3 separate regions of the Mus musculus genome follow, and regions 2 and 3 are each linked to region 1. Evidence: chromatin contacts called from public HiChIP or PLAC-seq data. All regions are on one chromosome and are shown on one strand. The core of a region is the stretch at or near the end of the contact, and the rest is flanking DNA. Distances in the headings are between cores, read along the strand shown.

The links. HiChIP or PLAC-seq counts read pairs in DNA pulled down with a chosen protein or histone mark.
Region 2: a contact with region 1 is called in an H3K4me3 HiChIP or PLAC-seq map of bone marrow-derived macrophages, with 4 times the contacts expected there. The contact joins the enhancer-like site here to the promoter of Camkk2 in region 1. A contact is called at or near these places in 1 of 39 promoter capture datasets (pre-B cells), 1 of 15 datasets of contacts at CTCF or cohesin (the NIH/3T3 cell line), 2 of 484 Hi-C or Micro-C datasets (cortical neurons and nephron progenitors), 4 of 115 datasets of contacts at active chromatin or transcription factors (bone marrow-derived macrophages, embryonic stem cells and extraembryonic endoderm stem cells) and 1 of 9 other capture datasets (adipose tissue).
Region 3: a contact with region 1 is called in an H3K27ac HiChIP or PLAC-seq map of embryonic stem cells, with 9 read pairs. The contact joins the enhancer-like site here to the promoter of Camkk2 in region 1. A contact is called at or near these places in 1 of 39 promoter capture datasets (liver), 5 of 115 datasets of contacts at active chromatin or transcription factors (bone marrow-derived macrophages, embryonic stem cells, extraembryonic endoderm stem cells and 2 more) and 4 of 9 other capture datasets (adipose tissue, liver, macrophages and 1 more).

Annotation. Positions count from the first base shown.
Region 1 is chr5:122,776,847-122,781,816 of GRCm38.p6, reverse strand. Camkk2 (calcium/calmodulin-dependent protein kinase kinase 2, beta) reads left to right here and starts at 2,407. Exons shown (of 17, transcript NM_001199676.1): 1 at 2,407-2,565.
Region 2 is chr5:122,535,447-122,540,416 of GRCm38.p6, reverse strand. It overlaps a transcript of Ift81 not described here. Among named protein-coding and RNA genes, the nearest start is that of 1700040P09Rik, 24 kb to the right of the region's middle. Within about 2 kb of position 2,151, at least 1 of the 459 cell types and tissues checked has an H3K27ac peak or open chromatin away from gene starts, as enhancers often do. A contact at or near this core is called in bone marrow-derived macrophages, where this site is marked.
Region 3 is chr5:122,923,513-122,928,482 of GRCm38.p6, reverse strand. All of the region lies in intron 11 of Kdm2b (lysine (K)-specific demethylase 2B), which reads left to right. Among named protein-coding and RNA genes, the nearest start is that of Gm33118, 16 kb to the left of the region's middle. Within about 2 kb of position 2,827, at least 54 of the 459 cell types and tissues checked have an H3K27ac peak or open chromatin away from gene starts, as enhancers often do. A contact at or near this core is called in adipose tissue, bone marrow-derived macrophages and embryonic stem cells, where this site is marked.

The DNA of each region.
Region 1 (4,970 bases), core at 1,158-3,657:
TCCAGAGCTCCGTCATTAAACGTTCTCATGTAATTACATCAAGAGATGGTCCTTCCTGATTTTTTTGGGTGCACGCCGAATCGGGAGTTGAGTGGGGGTTTCCCCACTAGGTTCTAACACCCTGTCACTCATGACCCCCAAAGCCCCGCCCTGCCTACTTAACCTACTATAAATTTGGGGTTGGGGAGGGGTCTACAATACAGAAAAATACAGAACTATGTACCCACTATTCAGCATCAACTATTTTTGCAATCTATTTTACAACCATTTATAGAGGAAATAAAACAGCTATGTCATCTTCCTATACTCCCTGTCCCATTCTCTGCCCTCAATTCCTTCCTTTACTCATCTATCATTATTGTTTTGTCTTTTTGGAAGCAGGGTCTATATAGACCTGGAACTTCCTACCACCTTGAACTCATGGAGATCCTCCTGCCCCATGCCTCCCAAATACTGGGGTTAAAAGTGCCCGACCCACCTTCCTTTATTTTTATTCCATGTGTATGGGTGTTTTTCCTCAATGCATGTCTGCGAACCACATGCATGCTCTGCCTGAGAAGGCCAGAAGAGGGCGTCAGATCCCCTGGAACTGGGGTTCCAGAGGTTGTGACCCATCATGTGGATACTGGGAATCGAACCTAGATCCTTTGCAAGAGCAGCTGGTGGGTGCTCTTAACTACGGAGCCATCTCTCCAGCCCGCTTCCTTTTTTGGGGGGGAGGGGTTCAAGACAGGGTTTCTCTGTATGGCCCTGGCTGTCCTGGAACTCACTCTAGACCAGGCTGGCCTCGAACTCAGAAATCCGCCTGCCTCTGCCTCCCGAGTGCTGGGATTAAAGGCGTGCGCCACCACGCCAGGCTATCCAGCCGGTTTCCTTACCGTTACCTCCTACCTGGTAGGCAAGTCCTCTACCTCTGAGCTACCCCTCTAGCTGCCTACTTCCGTCTTGATGTCAGACCATCATGCATCTAACATGAACCGATTCTCTTTGACGTTCGCACAAGCTTGTGTCCATAAGCATACACCGTGTGGAGGTCATAGAACATGTCCCTCTTGAAATCAGAGCATCTGTGCTTGCCTCTGCACCCGTCCCTTACTGGAGAGAGGCTATTATCCACCCTCTAGGGAAGAAATGGGGAGAGTCATTAGACCCTCACCTGAGATTACAGTTGCTCCCGCCTCTCCTCCTGTGCAGACCTCCAACAGCACCTGGCCCCGGGAGATGCTAGAGAATATAAAGGGGTGGGTAAACGAAGGAGACACTCCTTCTGGCAGGTCACTGTCCATGCTGGAGATGAGTAAGCCCAATAAACCCATTGGTTCACCAAGCTGGGCTTGGATGTTTTTGATCTGTTGTCGGCGCCCTATTTTGGGTGAATAGGCATTTGTTCATGTCTCCTCAGGAAGTCAGTCAAGAGTGGGGCTTAAAAAGACACGCAAACTGTGCATGATACTGTCTCCTGCAGCTTGCTGTCTTACGCTACATGTTTTTGTTTTCCTTTTCCTGTGGGGGTACAAATAGATCTAACAGTCCTTTTAACTATTGTGTACTATTCCACTTCGTCTCGCTCCAGTTGCTACTACTAACAAATAAATGGAAGAGCGCTTAGCAGTATCAGAGGTGGTCATCTCATTAGAACGCTCATTGAGTTTATTTGTCCGGTCCTGGGGACTGTTTGTGAGTGCCCAGCCTAGAAATATGGCAATAATTTATTGAGGGCTGAAAATCGACCCAGTTGACAAAGAGCTTTGAATTCTTAGTGAATTTGACATCTCAACCCTTTGGCTGCCGGCAGAAACATGCATGCAGACAGCCACTGGTGAACATCCGAGTCTGAGTTCACCGGCCCCCCACATCCAAGGCCACCGGGTGAGCGAGCCCTTGAAATACCCTTTTTTTTCTCCGTTGTTACCCAACTGGGAGACTAAATATTTTAAGGCTCCAGCAAAGTAAACCGTCAAAAAGGGGAAGAATGTTTGGTCAGTCTTGTGGAGAGACCTAGAACTTCGCTGGGCTGTTCAGAGTGAGTGATGCATTTTAGGGCGAGCCTGCAGCAGTGGTCAGAGGGGTGGTGGCTGCGGAAGGGTTTCCCCATAATGGGCGTTGCCCCGAAATCCAGGGAGGGAACCGCCAGACGGCTCCTGGGTTTTCCCCCGTCGCCTTTGGGGGAACTTCTCCACGCTCAGGGACAAAGCGGCGTGGAGCATCTCGCAGGAACCGAGACCCACTCCCAAACTTGCGGCCTGTTCGCCCCTGCGCGAGTCGGGCCTCGCTTCCTGTCGCCTCCTTCCCCCCACCCCCCCTCCCGCCTCCACCTCCGCCCCGCCGCTACTTAAGTCTCCGCGGGACCCGGCGCGCGCGGCCGAGGCTGCGGCGGGCACGCGCGCTCCACGCCGGGTCCTTGGCCAATCAGCAAGGAGCCCGAGGCGCCGCCGCGCCGCGCGCGAGCCGAAGCCCGGGCGGCTCCTCCCGTGGAGAGCCGAACCGGACCGAGCCGAGCCGAGCCAAGCCGAGCCAAGCCGAGCCGGGGGCGCAGAGCGCGGGAGGCGGCGGCGCGGAGCCCAGGTGAGCTGGCCCGAGGCGGGCCGGGCTGAGTCGGGGGTGGGTGGGGGAGGGACGCAACCTCCCCGTGGGTCTTTGGGTCCCGGACGCGCGCGGGAGCCGGCAGACACAGCCCAGAGGCGGGCCCCGAGGGGACCCCACGTGCGCCGCCCCGCGCCCCGCCACGTGGAGGGCTGCGCCCCCTTTCCCCCTGGCCTCCGGAGCCGGGCGGCGCTTGGGGTCCGGCGGCAGGAGCCGGCCAGGAGTTCCGCACCAAGGTCCGCCGGCCAGGGCGGTCCCGGATCCCAGCGATGGCCTAGGCCACCCCTGGCGCTTGACAGGTGCGGAACCTGAGCGCGCGGGAGCGTCCCACCTCCGCAGGCTGCCAGGCACGGGGAGGACCCTGGTCCTAGGGGCTTGGACCCGAGTCTGCCCTCTGATCACCCCGACCTCACAGGCCGACTTGATCCTTTTGACCTAAATTTACCTCTGGGCTGCAGCGCGCGATGCATAAAGAGTGCCTGCCGGCTCCCTCTGGCACAGCCCTGGGGTGGTGGTGCCCCGCTATCACCGGGGCTATGCCAGGGTTCTCCCCACCCCCTGAATGCCCAGTTTGGGAAACGGGGTGTTTTCACAGCTCTGTCAGCCTCCTCCCCGGCTGCTCTCACTTGGAGATGAAGAGGTGGCACTTTGCAGGGGGATGGAGCAGGGGGTGGAGGACATCTCAGGTGCCATGGGCAAACAGCCTCCTGATCTGGGGGTGGGTGGGTCATGCTCCGCATTCATTACCCTAGATGCAACTTTTACCTTCCTCAACCTCCTCTGTGATGTTCCCCCAGTCCTGGAGTAGAAACTTCAGGTGCCCTGGGGCATTAATGATGTCTTTTACTCCTCCTCCTGACTCTGCCCCCACAGGACCTAGAGGAGGATTGCTCTGCCTCCCCACAGCTCCTTTGTTCTTTGGAAGTGGCAGGGGCTGCCGCTGTTCCCAAACCCACAGAAACTGCGGTTTCAGAATAGATCGTGCTATCAGTGTACAGAAGCAGCTTCAGTTTGCCCGATCCCCCTCCTTGTACACTCTACTGCTGTACACTTCATCAAAAATGTCATATGCCGGGCCATGGTGGCATACACTTTTAATCCCAGCACTCGGGAGGCAGAGGCAGGTGCATTTCTGAGTTCGAGGCCACCCTGGTCTACAAAGTGAGTTCCAGGACAGCCAGGGCTACACAGAGAAAGCCTGTCTCGAAAAACCACAAAACAAAACAAAACACAAAAACAAAAGAAAACCCCGTCATATGATGAGCCCCTACCTTGGATAACCGTAATTACATTTTTCATTTATGCCAGGAATAGAACCCAGTGCCAGCAGCAGGCTAAGCCCACCTTTAACTAGTGAGCTTACACTCCCACCCCCTCATTAACATTCATTGAGTTCTTGATGTGTGGCAAATAACTTTATCTTGCCTGGGTCATCTCATTTGATGCTAACCCAAATCCTTTGTGGTGGGGAGTTTTTGGTCACCGTAGTTGAGAATAGGAGATTAAAGTGCCTAGTATTGAATGGCTCAGAGAGGTTAGTTAACTTAGCCAGGATCACACAGACATTGCCAGGCTTCCCTTGCCTTTCTGGGGGTAGGTAGCCCAGGCCTGTTTGCTAGGCTGTGTAGGAGGACACAGACAGAGGTGCTGCTGTCCCAGCAGGACTCAGGCTTGGCTTTCCCTGCAGTTGCTGGTGGGCTAATAACTATGCAGTATTTCTTAGAGGACGGTCCCACCCCTCCTGGTGAGCATTTGGAAACACGTGGGAGGTGACTTTTGGCTTGTCAAAATGAGACTAAGCACTCTTGGTGTTTAGTGGGCAGGAGCTAGGGAATGCCAAATGTCCTATAAGAATGTCCCTACCTCAAATGCCAGGAGGGAGATGCTGAGAAATGCTGTGAGCCTCAAGTGCTGGGAGAGAGGGAGAGAGGGAGAGAGGGAGAGAGGGAGAGAGAGAGAGAGAGAGAGAGAGAGAGAGAGAGAGAGAGAGAGCACGCCATGGGGTGCTATTTCTGGAGAAATCTGTTCTGATGGGAGTAAATCCCAGCGGCTCCCTGGAGGAGGTGTCAGTTATGCCAAGGCTTCTGAGATGGGCTGAAAAGTTGAGGGACTGGGTAGAGGGACTTTGTGATTGGCTGTGGACAGTGGCTAGGGCTGCTTTCTTTCCGCTATCCTGGGAATCTGTACATGCGCTGTGTCAAGTTGCTCCTCTGAGTTTGAGTCCTTGGACTCGTGGGCAAGAGAGTCCCAAGGTGGCTCTCAGGCTGCAGTGCTTGCTCTCTCTGATCTGAGCACATCTAACCTTGTTCCTCAGAAGCTGAGGGAGTTAGAGGTTTCTCTTTCTCTGATTCTCCAAGATGTCTCAGACTGGAGATGTGGCTCAGTTG
Region 2 (4,970 bases), core at 902-3,401, 240 kb after region 1:
TCTCAAAAACAATAAGCCAACCCCCAAAAGGAGTGAGAGCCCTGAGGAGGCCTGTGTGGCTCTGACAGTCTGAAGAGCACAGCACATGTGCACACTAACAACCACTTTTAAGGGTGAGTCAGTTCTGCGAGGTGAATAAAACTTAAAAATACGTGCTCTGTGTAACAAAGTTCAGGTAGCAGAGAATACGTGATTAAAAAAAAAAAATTGGGCCGTAGGCCAAGGTGTGATGGTGCACGCCTTTAGTCCCAGCACTCAGAAGGCAGAGGCAAGTGGATCTCCATGAGTTCGAGGCTGGCCTGGTCTACATAGCAAGTTCCAGGAGAGCCAGGACTACATAGACCGTGTCTCAAAAAAAAAAAAAAAAAAAAAAAAAAACAAACCCAGGCCCAGCAACATGGCCAAGTGTGTAAGAAGTGGCAACCTGAGTTGGATCACACCGGAACCAAGAACAAGGTAAGAAAGAGTAATTGCCTCTACAGAGGTAACCCTCTAAGCGCCGTACCCATGGCTCATCACTGCATCCACGTACACACTGTGATCAATTAAAATTTCAAATGAATAAAGTTCTAACGGAACTTGAGCATAGTGGCACATGCGTGGAATGCATGGTGAGGTGGGGGACCCAAGGGTTAAGAGCGCCCTGTTGGGGTAGAGAAGAGGAGGTGTATCTGGATAGGATGGGGGAGGGGCAATATCAAAACAGGTCCATCATTCTCAAAGAACTAATCAAGAAATAACTTTAAGTCCGGGTGATGGTGCCATTTAATCCCAGCACTTGGGAGGCAGAGGCAGGCGGATTTCTGAGTTCGAGGCCAGGCTGGTCTACAAAGTGAGTTCCAGGACAGCCAGGGCTACACAGAGAAACCACGTCTTTTAAAACAAACAAACAAACAAACAAACAAACACCCTTAAATATTTTTAAAAGGAACGTCCTGTCTCAAGATAGAAATAATAAATAGGGCCAAATTGCGGCTGAGAAAGCCAGTCCCAGTGTGCATTTCTTCCAGCTGTGCATCACTGCACCTCACTGGCTCCAGCTGTGCATCACAGCACCTCACTGGCTCCAGCTGTGCATCACAGCACCTCACTGGCTCCAGCTGTGCATCACAGCACCTCACTGGCTCCAGCTGTGCATCACTGCACCTCACTGGCTGGCTGTCGGCTTCCCTAGGCGAGGTGTGCTAATGCTACAGTATCTCAGTGAGGATCATAGGGTTACGGAATTTGTAATTAGCCAAGTGTGGCAGTTCCTGCCTTTAATCCCAGCTCTCAAGAGTTAGAGCCAACCTCATCTACATAGTTCCAGGCCAGCCAGAGCTACACAGTGAGAGCCTGTCTCAAAAAGCCAACCAGACAAGCCAGTTACCTATAATCTCGCTCAGAGGTCAACAGCTTTGTGCTCAGTATTCTTTCTATGAAATCTATTTTTAATAAATAATGAAAGTAGCTAGTGGTATTATATTTCCAAATAATGTATTTTTTATGAAAAACAAAACAAAACAAAACAAATAGCCCTGAAAGTCAGAGGCTGAAGCTGTCAGTGGTGGCACTCGCTTAGCGTGCATGGGACCCTAAACTTGACCTGTCACCCAGGGAGAGAACGGTGACGTCTGAGCTACTCCGTGAGCTTTGTCCATCGAGATGCCGTGGAATGGTTCCTCTGCCAAGCTTTTCAGATCAACTGTTGGAGAGACATTAACGTTCTTGCCTGACAATGACGGTCCATTCACTCCCAGGTCTCAAACTAGAGGGATCTCCTAGGAGCCAGTAGGTCTCTAGGAGCAGGTGGAGCTATGGGTACCCATGGGTATTCGAATAGAAGGTAGTGGGCGCTGTACCTTATCACATAGTCCTGTTAAGGGCGTCCATGTGTGGTCACCATGTGCAGTCATGGTGCACACAATGTGGAGGACAGTAGATGAGTAAGCTGGGAATGGGCCATTGTACAGTTTTGGTTTAACCTAAATGAACCATTCCAAGTCCTGTACTGTTTGGTGCCTGCGAGTTTCCTTACCTGACCCTCCTCTTGAGTTGTAAGCACATAAAAACACAGAATTGAGTTCCTCGGTCTGCACAGGAAGACGGGCGGCTCAGTCAGGAAATGTGGGTGAAATGGACGTGCAAGGCCTTCTCTAGCAAATCACTTCAGTGTGGTTTTCTATGACCAAAAGTCACTGGAAAGATGAAGTTACGTAACTTACGGTGGTGGTGGATGAGACTGGGTGCCCTTCGCAGCAAACAGTATCATTATTCTTGCCCAGCTAAATGCAATTTCTACTCCGGCCCCTGGCCAGGGAGATCTTACCGTGTAACCTCCCTAACGAGCAGTTTCTTGGCTAACCTAATGGGGAAAAATGTAAGGTAGCTTTATAATTAAAAAGACTCATCCCCAGTCTTTTATTTTCAGGTAGGTGGGGTAGTCTCACATAGCCATGAACTCACTGTGAACTTGGGCTATTCTTCTTGCATCTACCTCACAAGTGCTTAGATAGCAGGCGTGCACAGCCACACCTGGTCTGTGTTGTGCTGGGCATGTAACCGAGGTTTCATGCATGCTAGGTAAGTACTGTCAAGTGAGCTTCACCCCCACCCCAGTCAACCCCTAGTCTTTATAGGGAGTCTACACCCTATGTGGAAGCACAAATGTATTCTCTTCCACAGAAAACAATTAAACAAACAGAGCAGCGGTTCTCAACCCATCCTGATGCTGCGACCGTTTAGTACAGATCCTCATAGTGTGGTGACCATTTTTTTCTTTCCCAAAAATTGTACTTATTTATTTTATGTATATGAGTATACTGTAACTTTCTTAAGACACACCAGAAGAGGGCATTACAGATGGTTGTGAGCCACCATGTGGGTGCTGGGAATTGAACTCAGGACCTCTGGAAGAGCAGTCAGTGCTCTTAACCACTGAGCCATCTCTCCATCTCTCCATCCTTCCCTCCCCCAATTGCTACTTCATAACTGTAATTTGCTTACATTATCCACCACAATGTAAAGATCTGTGTTTTCTGATCGTCTTAGGCAACCCCTGTGAAAAGAAGTTCAACCCTACTAGGAGTCACAGCTGCAGGTTGAGAATTGCTTTGATTGTGTGTCCTGTGAACTTTGATATATCCAACAGTTTATACATTTGGGGCTAGAGAGATGGCTCAGTGGCTAAGAGCCCCTAGTGCTCTTTAGAGGAACCAGGGTTGGTTCCCAGCACTTACATCAGATGGCCCACAACCTTCTGTAACTCCAACTCTGAGAGATCCTGTGATCTTGTGGCCTCTGCAGGCACCTGTGTGTATACATGTATGTGTACACACGTGAGTACGTACAGACACATGAACATACATGTAACTAAACATAAAATATTTTTTAAAAATAGATACTTCATTAGAAGACCCACTAGGCTTAGGAGAAAGTTAATAGAAATGGATATTACCATGTTTTCGAGACATTTAGCAATATGTAGATGGTTATTGTTCAAACACAGAACTGGTAAGTCAGGAGTCATGTGGTATGTACACAAGATGGTAAATGGCTATTCCCAGAGTTCACCTTCTGTCGCGGAGTCATAGGAACATCTGTCCTTTTGCTTGTATCTTGAATCAAGTATTTGGGGGGAAATGGTTACATTTTGGAGTCAATGTGACAACTTTTTTAATCTTGGCAAGATTCTGTGTTTTCCTCAGGATGGATTCTGTGACCTTGTAGGTTTGTTGAAAGAGGAAAGTTTATATAGGAACTGTTCAAATAGTACATCTCAAGTACAAGAGTGTATCCACTCTCAGCGCTGAAGGAGGCGTCTCACCCAGTACTGAGTCCCCCAGATCCAAATTTACTTAAAGAGAGGTTTTTATGGAAGCATGACGGTACTCATTATAATCCCAGAATCAGAGAAGCTGAGGCAGAAGGATTTCCCTCAGCGTCTGGTCCTGCCTGGGGCCTCGGAGGGCCATACAGACTACATAGGAAAGCATCGGCAGAAATGATCTTGATGTGGGGGCTGGAGACATGGCTCATGCAGAGGCTCTGAGTCTAGTTTCCAGGACCCACATCTGGTGGCTCACTGCTGCCTGTGACTCCAGTTCCAGGATATCCAATGGCTTTGGCCCCTGGAAGCACCTTCACGCACTCCATTCGTAAACCTCATGGAGGCACAAGTACACATAAGTAGTGGTTTTAAGTCTTAATGTCAGTGCAAACATTCCTCGTTCCTCCTTAGTGCAGAACCATGAAGATAACAGATTGGCACGTGAACTTTTTCCTTTTGTTTCCATTTGTAAGCCCCAGAATTGCATAATCAGGTAGGAATCGGGAAGTAAAAACAATCACGAAATTAAACCAAGTGGCCCGTTTCCATAACTCCATCACAAGTTTTAAAATCTTTATTTAAAAAGACAAACACGGAGCAGGTTCATCACATTTAAGAATTCTTTCCACAGCAGTCATAATGACAATGAAATCAAGTCGTTACTCAGGCTTTGAGCTCCGTGCTGCACTTTTGAAATGTGGCAGAAACAAAATAGTCCAGGCTGGCCTCATCCTCTCCCTCCAAAGTGCTGAGGTGGCAGGGCTGAGCTCTGGGCTCAGCATCTCCCTGCCTCTCAGCGTCTGCTTCCTGGGTGTTTACTGTGGGCGTGTGGCGGCACGTTGACCCTCCAAACCTTCCATCTTGCAAGAACGAATGCTTGAGATTTCGCACCCTCCTTCCCTGCCAGCACCTACCTACCCTGTTGGTTTTCATCTTCCTGACGTTGACCATGGGCACCTCAAAGGTGGCATTGTGTGTCTTTTTCCAACTGGCATCCCTCTCACCAGTGTCCTCCAGGTTCATCCTCCTTCGTCACTGAGACTGGACGCTGGCCTTCCACTGGCCCTTTCTGTGTCTTCTTTTACAACCGAGCCCCAGTGCTCCAAAAGTAACTGTTCTGAAGATCATATCAGCTGTAGTGTCCCAGCGTGTAATTAAATTA
Region 3 (4,970 bases), core at 1,578-4,077, 150 kb before region 1:
TCTTGTGGCAGCTTGCAGTCCTTGTTATATCCCTCCCACCTGAAGCCATGGTTAAGACAGATCATAATGGTGCGCTCTCTCTCTCTCTCTCTCTCTCTCTCTCTCTCTCTTTCTCTCCCTCCCCACACCCCATCCACCCATATTGTCCATGAGTGACACCAGCCATTAAATTCAGGCCCAGATGAATTCAGCGGAAACTCAGGTCAAATTGATTAAATGTATTGAAACTGTCCCCATAGTCACAGCCTGGGGCTCTCACTGCACATGAATTTTGGGGACACACTGATTAGCAACAATCATGGGACGAAGTAAATAATTGTAAGATGGGATTGGCTAGCAAGGCGTCTCTCCTAGAAACATCCCTGCTCTCAGCTAGAACTCGGAGAGAGTGGTGGCTCTGGGTAGAGGGGATAGAGGGGTGTGTAAGTATTTGAGGATGACTGTAGTCCTCGGATCAGTTCTAAGGGACTAGAGTATAGCCAGGTATGTGGCAGGGCTGTGGAGGGCTTTAGCACATGGGCAGGGATGACCGAGAGTGTAGGTGGATGAAGCAAGGTGCTTCCATGATTGGGCAAAGTGCAGCCCAACCATCATTAACTACTCTATGCCCCGCCCTCTTGGCCTGAGTCCATGCTCTTCTGGCTAGCCTCACCTTATCATGGTATAGAAAACCATCATATCCGTGTGCATGGAATTGTGGGGCTGCAATCGAATTGTGGGGCCAGTGGGAATTATAGGGGCTACACAGCTGTAGGGCTGAAAGACACATTTCTTGTTTTAAAAAGGCTTTCTCTCCCTTTCCTTCCTACCTCTTTCCCTCCCAGCTCCCTCCCTCTTTCCTTCCCTCCCTTTCCATCTTTATTCCACCCACTCCTACCCCCCACCCTCCACCCCTGCCCCCACCCTTCACCTCTACTCCCTCACTCTTTGGATACAGTCTCGCTCTCTAGCCCAGGCTATATAGAGCTCGATCTGGTCCTAATCCTGTGGCAGTATTGTCTCAGCCTCTCCAGTGTCAGGATTATCGTCACGAACTAACGTGCTGGGCCAAGTGTTTCTTTCTCAGCAGCCTAGAGATCAGTTGTTGTATTCTGGCATCACACTCCAAGCATGAGAGAGAAGAAAGTCCTAAATTCGGAGTGGGCTGTGGATGTCAGTTCTAAATTAGGAGTCCACTGTCCAAACAGATGTCGCTTGGCTTTAAGGACAGTTGTGGAGTCAGGTCACACAGTCCCTGCACAGTCCATTATGTAGCTGACGTTCTTGGGGACATGGTAAAAATAGGAGAAGGTGTGATCCATTGTCACGGCTGACACATGTAAAGCCCAGCAGGGGCCTGAAGTTCTCCGTAAGCTAGGGCTGATATTATTTCAGACACTTTGGGGTGAAGACAGTTTTGTTACCGGTCTGGTCTGAGAGCTAGAGGAGCCATGTTGTAAGGAATGGGTAGAGCCTTTTGTTGCTGTTTTTTGAGACAGGGATTCTCTGTGTATCCCTGGCTGTCTTGGAACTCACTCTGTAGACCAGGCTGGCCTTGAACTCAGAAATCCACCTGCCTCTGCCGCCCAAGTGCTGGGATTAAAGGCATGCGCCACCATTGCCCGACCGGGCAGAGCCTTTTTTCTTTTGAGGACTTAGCATTCTCCACCCTGGCACCCACCTGCTTCTAAAGATCCTCGTTTCTGGTGTTACCAGTTTTCAAGACAGCGAGAGATGTACAATCTAGATTTGTTTCTCTCTCTCTCTCTCTCTCTCTCTCTCTCTCTCTCTCTCTCTCTTGCTTAGAGTTTGGCCCAGGATCTTGGGAATGTTGCGTGTGCTGGGTCACAGAGTCTCCTCCTCCAGCTCTGTTGACTCTGTAAAACCTTCTTGCCTACTTCAAAGGAGGCTTCTCCTCAGAGGGGAGCTATAAGGCAGGAAGTAAGTGCCCAGGGGGGCTGGCTGGCTTCCAGTGTGATCACAGAATCTTGTCCCCTGCCTATGCAACCTCAGGAGCCTGGGGGAAGGACTCTGCATCAGGTATCCAGGTAGCATCCTAATCCAGGATCTAGGATTCACCTTACTGTGTAGAGACCTCTTACCCACATAAGATTAGAAGTTTCCGTTTGCGTGTATTGGAAGTTAGAGTTAAGACTTAAACACAGTTTTATGGGGAGGACTGTAATGCAGTCTACTACAGATGAAGTGGTTGTTTTGTTTGTTTTTCCAGGTGCAGATAGGAATAGAGGGAGGGGTTCTGAGACCCGAATAAACTGTCACCTGGTGCTCCCCAGAACAGCAGTTCTGGCCTTGTTACAGCCCCCTCATGAACCCCACTGTTGGAGCTCCAATCCTAATGCCAGGCATTGCCTTCTTAGTGCTGGTATTTTTAGTCATGGCATAGGCTAGGGGCTTCCAGTGATTAACACCCCACTCTGGGGAGCAATGGAGGCCAAAGCTCTTGTTAACAAATTAAATTCTTGGAGAGAAGTTGGCATGATGGGGGGAGGCAAGGTTCCTTTGGTAGGTCATACATGGGGCAGTTTCCAGCAGCAAGAGCCAGGTGAGGGCAGGAAGCTTGCTCTGGGATTGGCGAGAGCCATGGGCTTACAGGGTGTGGTCCTTAGGGGGCTGGGACACCGAGGACACACAGCCTTCATTCTGTTTGTGTGCTCCACGGTCCCTGAGAATGTGTCAATTCAGGCAGAGCCTAAGGAATCCTGTGACATCATTCCCTCCGGAACATTTTTTTCTGAGACAAAAATCTTGCACTAGGCTACGAGCCTCCCCTAAATTTCGCCTTTACAAATGAAAATACACCCCAGGAAGACAGGCGCCATTGTGCCCCCTAGTGGCCATCAAATGCTGTACACAGAAGGGAACTTGGCATTGTTTAGTACAGGAGATTTGGGATACAAGGGCACCTTGGGAAAAATTTAAAGCTAATGTGTTTAATTAAAAAATAAAAAGGAGCTGGGTGTGGTGGCGCATGTCTTTAATTCCACCGCTTGAGAGGCAGAGGCAAGTGGATCTCTGTGAGTTTGAGATCAGCCTGGTCTACAGAGTTCCAAGACAGCCAGAAACTTTGTTTTGAAAAACCAAAAAGGAAATAATAATAATAATCAGAAGCAAGTAGATTTCTGAGTTCAAGGGCAGCCAGATATACATAGCCATGTCCTTAAATAAGAAAGCAGTTTTATTAATACCTTATTTTTTTTTAGATTTTCTTCTTTTTGGGGGGGGGGCTAGAAACCCTTTAGAGATAGGGTTTCTCTGTGTAGCCCTGGCTGTCCTGGAACTCACTCTATAGACCAGGCTGGCCTTGAACTCGGAAATCTGCCTGCCTCTGCCTCTGCCTCCCAAGTGCTGGGATTAAAGGTGTGGACTACCGCTTCCTGGCCTCCTTTCTTTCTTTTTTTAATGCATGGTTATTTATTTGTGGAGGGAGGATCTCACTAAGTCTGGCTAAAACTCATTCTGTAGATCAGGCTGACCTTGAACTTGTCCAGAGCTCATTTTGTCTACCTCCCAAATGCTGGGATTAAAGGCATTTACCCATTCACCCAGCAAGAAAAATTTTAGGTTTATGGAAAATTCAGAAAAATAAAACAGCTCAAGTATGTTAACATCTTAGTATAATACATTTGGCACAATTATTAAAACTAATATTTTGTTATTTCTTCAGATTTCTGCAATATTTACCTTTTGTTGCCCAGAATTTTGTCCCTGATTCAACATTTAATTTCCTCCTCAGGGTTTTTTTGTTTTTTCTTGGTTAGCCAGTGTTTCAGACTGCCCCTGTTTTGAGGGGTTTGTCAGTTTTGTTTTTTGTTTTGTTTTGTTTTGTTTTATGGTTTTTGGTGGTTTGGGGGAGCTCTGGTCAGGTATCTTGTTAGCCTGTCCTTTAGGGGACCGAAGCTTTATGTCTTGAGTTTTACCTGCTGGAAGCTTTCTTTAGTCATTGTTATACATAGTTATTGGGTTAGACAATATTGGGTATACAACAGTGTGTCAGTCGTTCTTCTTATGCTTGGTCAAAATATCTGTCAGAAGCAACATCAGTCAGAGAGACAAATGTCCTGGCTTGCAGCATCAGAGGCTCATTGATAGCGGCAGGGGAGGCATGGTGACAGAAGCCACCAGCTCAGCTTGCTGTGCCTTGGCAGCAGACAGGACTGAGAAGAGAGCTCAGGCCAGGAAGCCTCCAGCCTCACTCTTACTGCCCTATCTCTGCCCTGTAGGCCTCAGAGTCCAAGAAGGGAAGGGTTCTGTCATCTCTCCAAACTGCCACTAACTGGGGACAAAGTGTTGACGTGCACGAGCTTGCAGGAGACCTTGTTCATTTAAATCATAACATAGTCGACAAAGATATTTTATAACTAGCCGTTGTGGGTCAGTGATGCTGGGTGTTCCAGGGCAAAGATTCGAACCCGGGCCACCCCGGTGACCTCTGTGCTGTTGGCTGCCTCCCATGGGGAGCTGGAAGACTGAGGCTTGCTGTATCAGAAAATCAGTCAATCAGACGGTGACCAAGCAAACAGGATAGTCCATAGAGTCAGTTAGAAGTGGATTGGATTCCTGTCTGCTAATACAAATGAGAGAAAATGTCTTGAAAATAAACGCCAGGATCATCTCAAGATGGCTCATGAGGGAAAGAAAGGCCTGACAGCCTGAGTTGTGAAGGTGGGGAGAGAGAACTGACTCTACAGAGTCCTCTGAACCGCATAAGCACGCTGTGACGTCACCTCATACAAGCATGCGCGCCCCTGTTCCAATGAATGTGTATACGCGCACACACAAACACGAAATACTTTTTTTTTTTTTTTAAGTGTAAAATAACCATTACCTGTGTTTATCTTCTGAGTGCCTCTGCTATCCCCATTAAATGTCCTTCTATGATTGGCAGTGTTCTTAAATGCCGCCAAAAGAATGCCTTTAGCTGGCCATCTAGTTTCGATGTTGACAGAAAGAAATCAGTTGTGCCGGGTGTA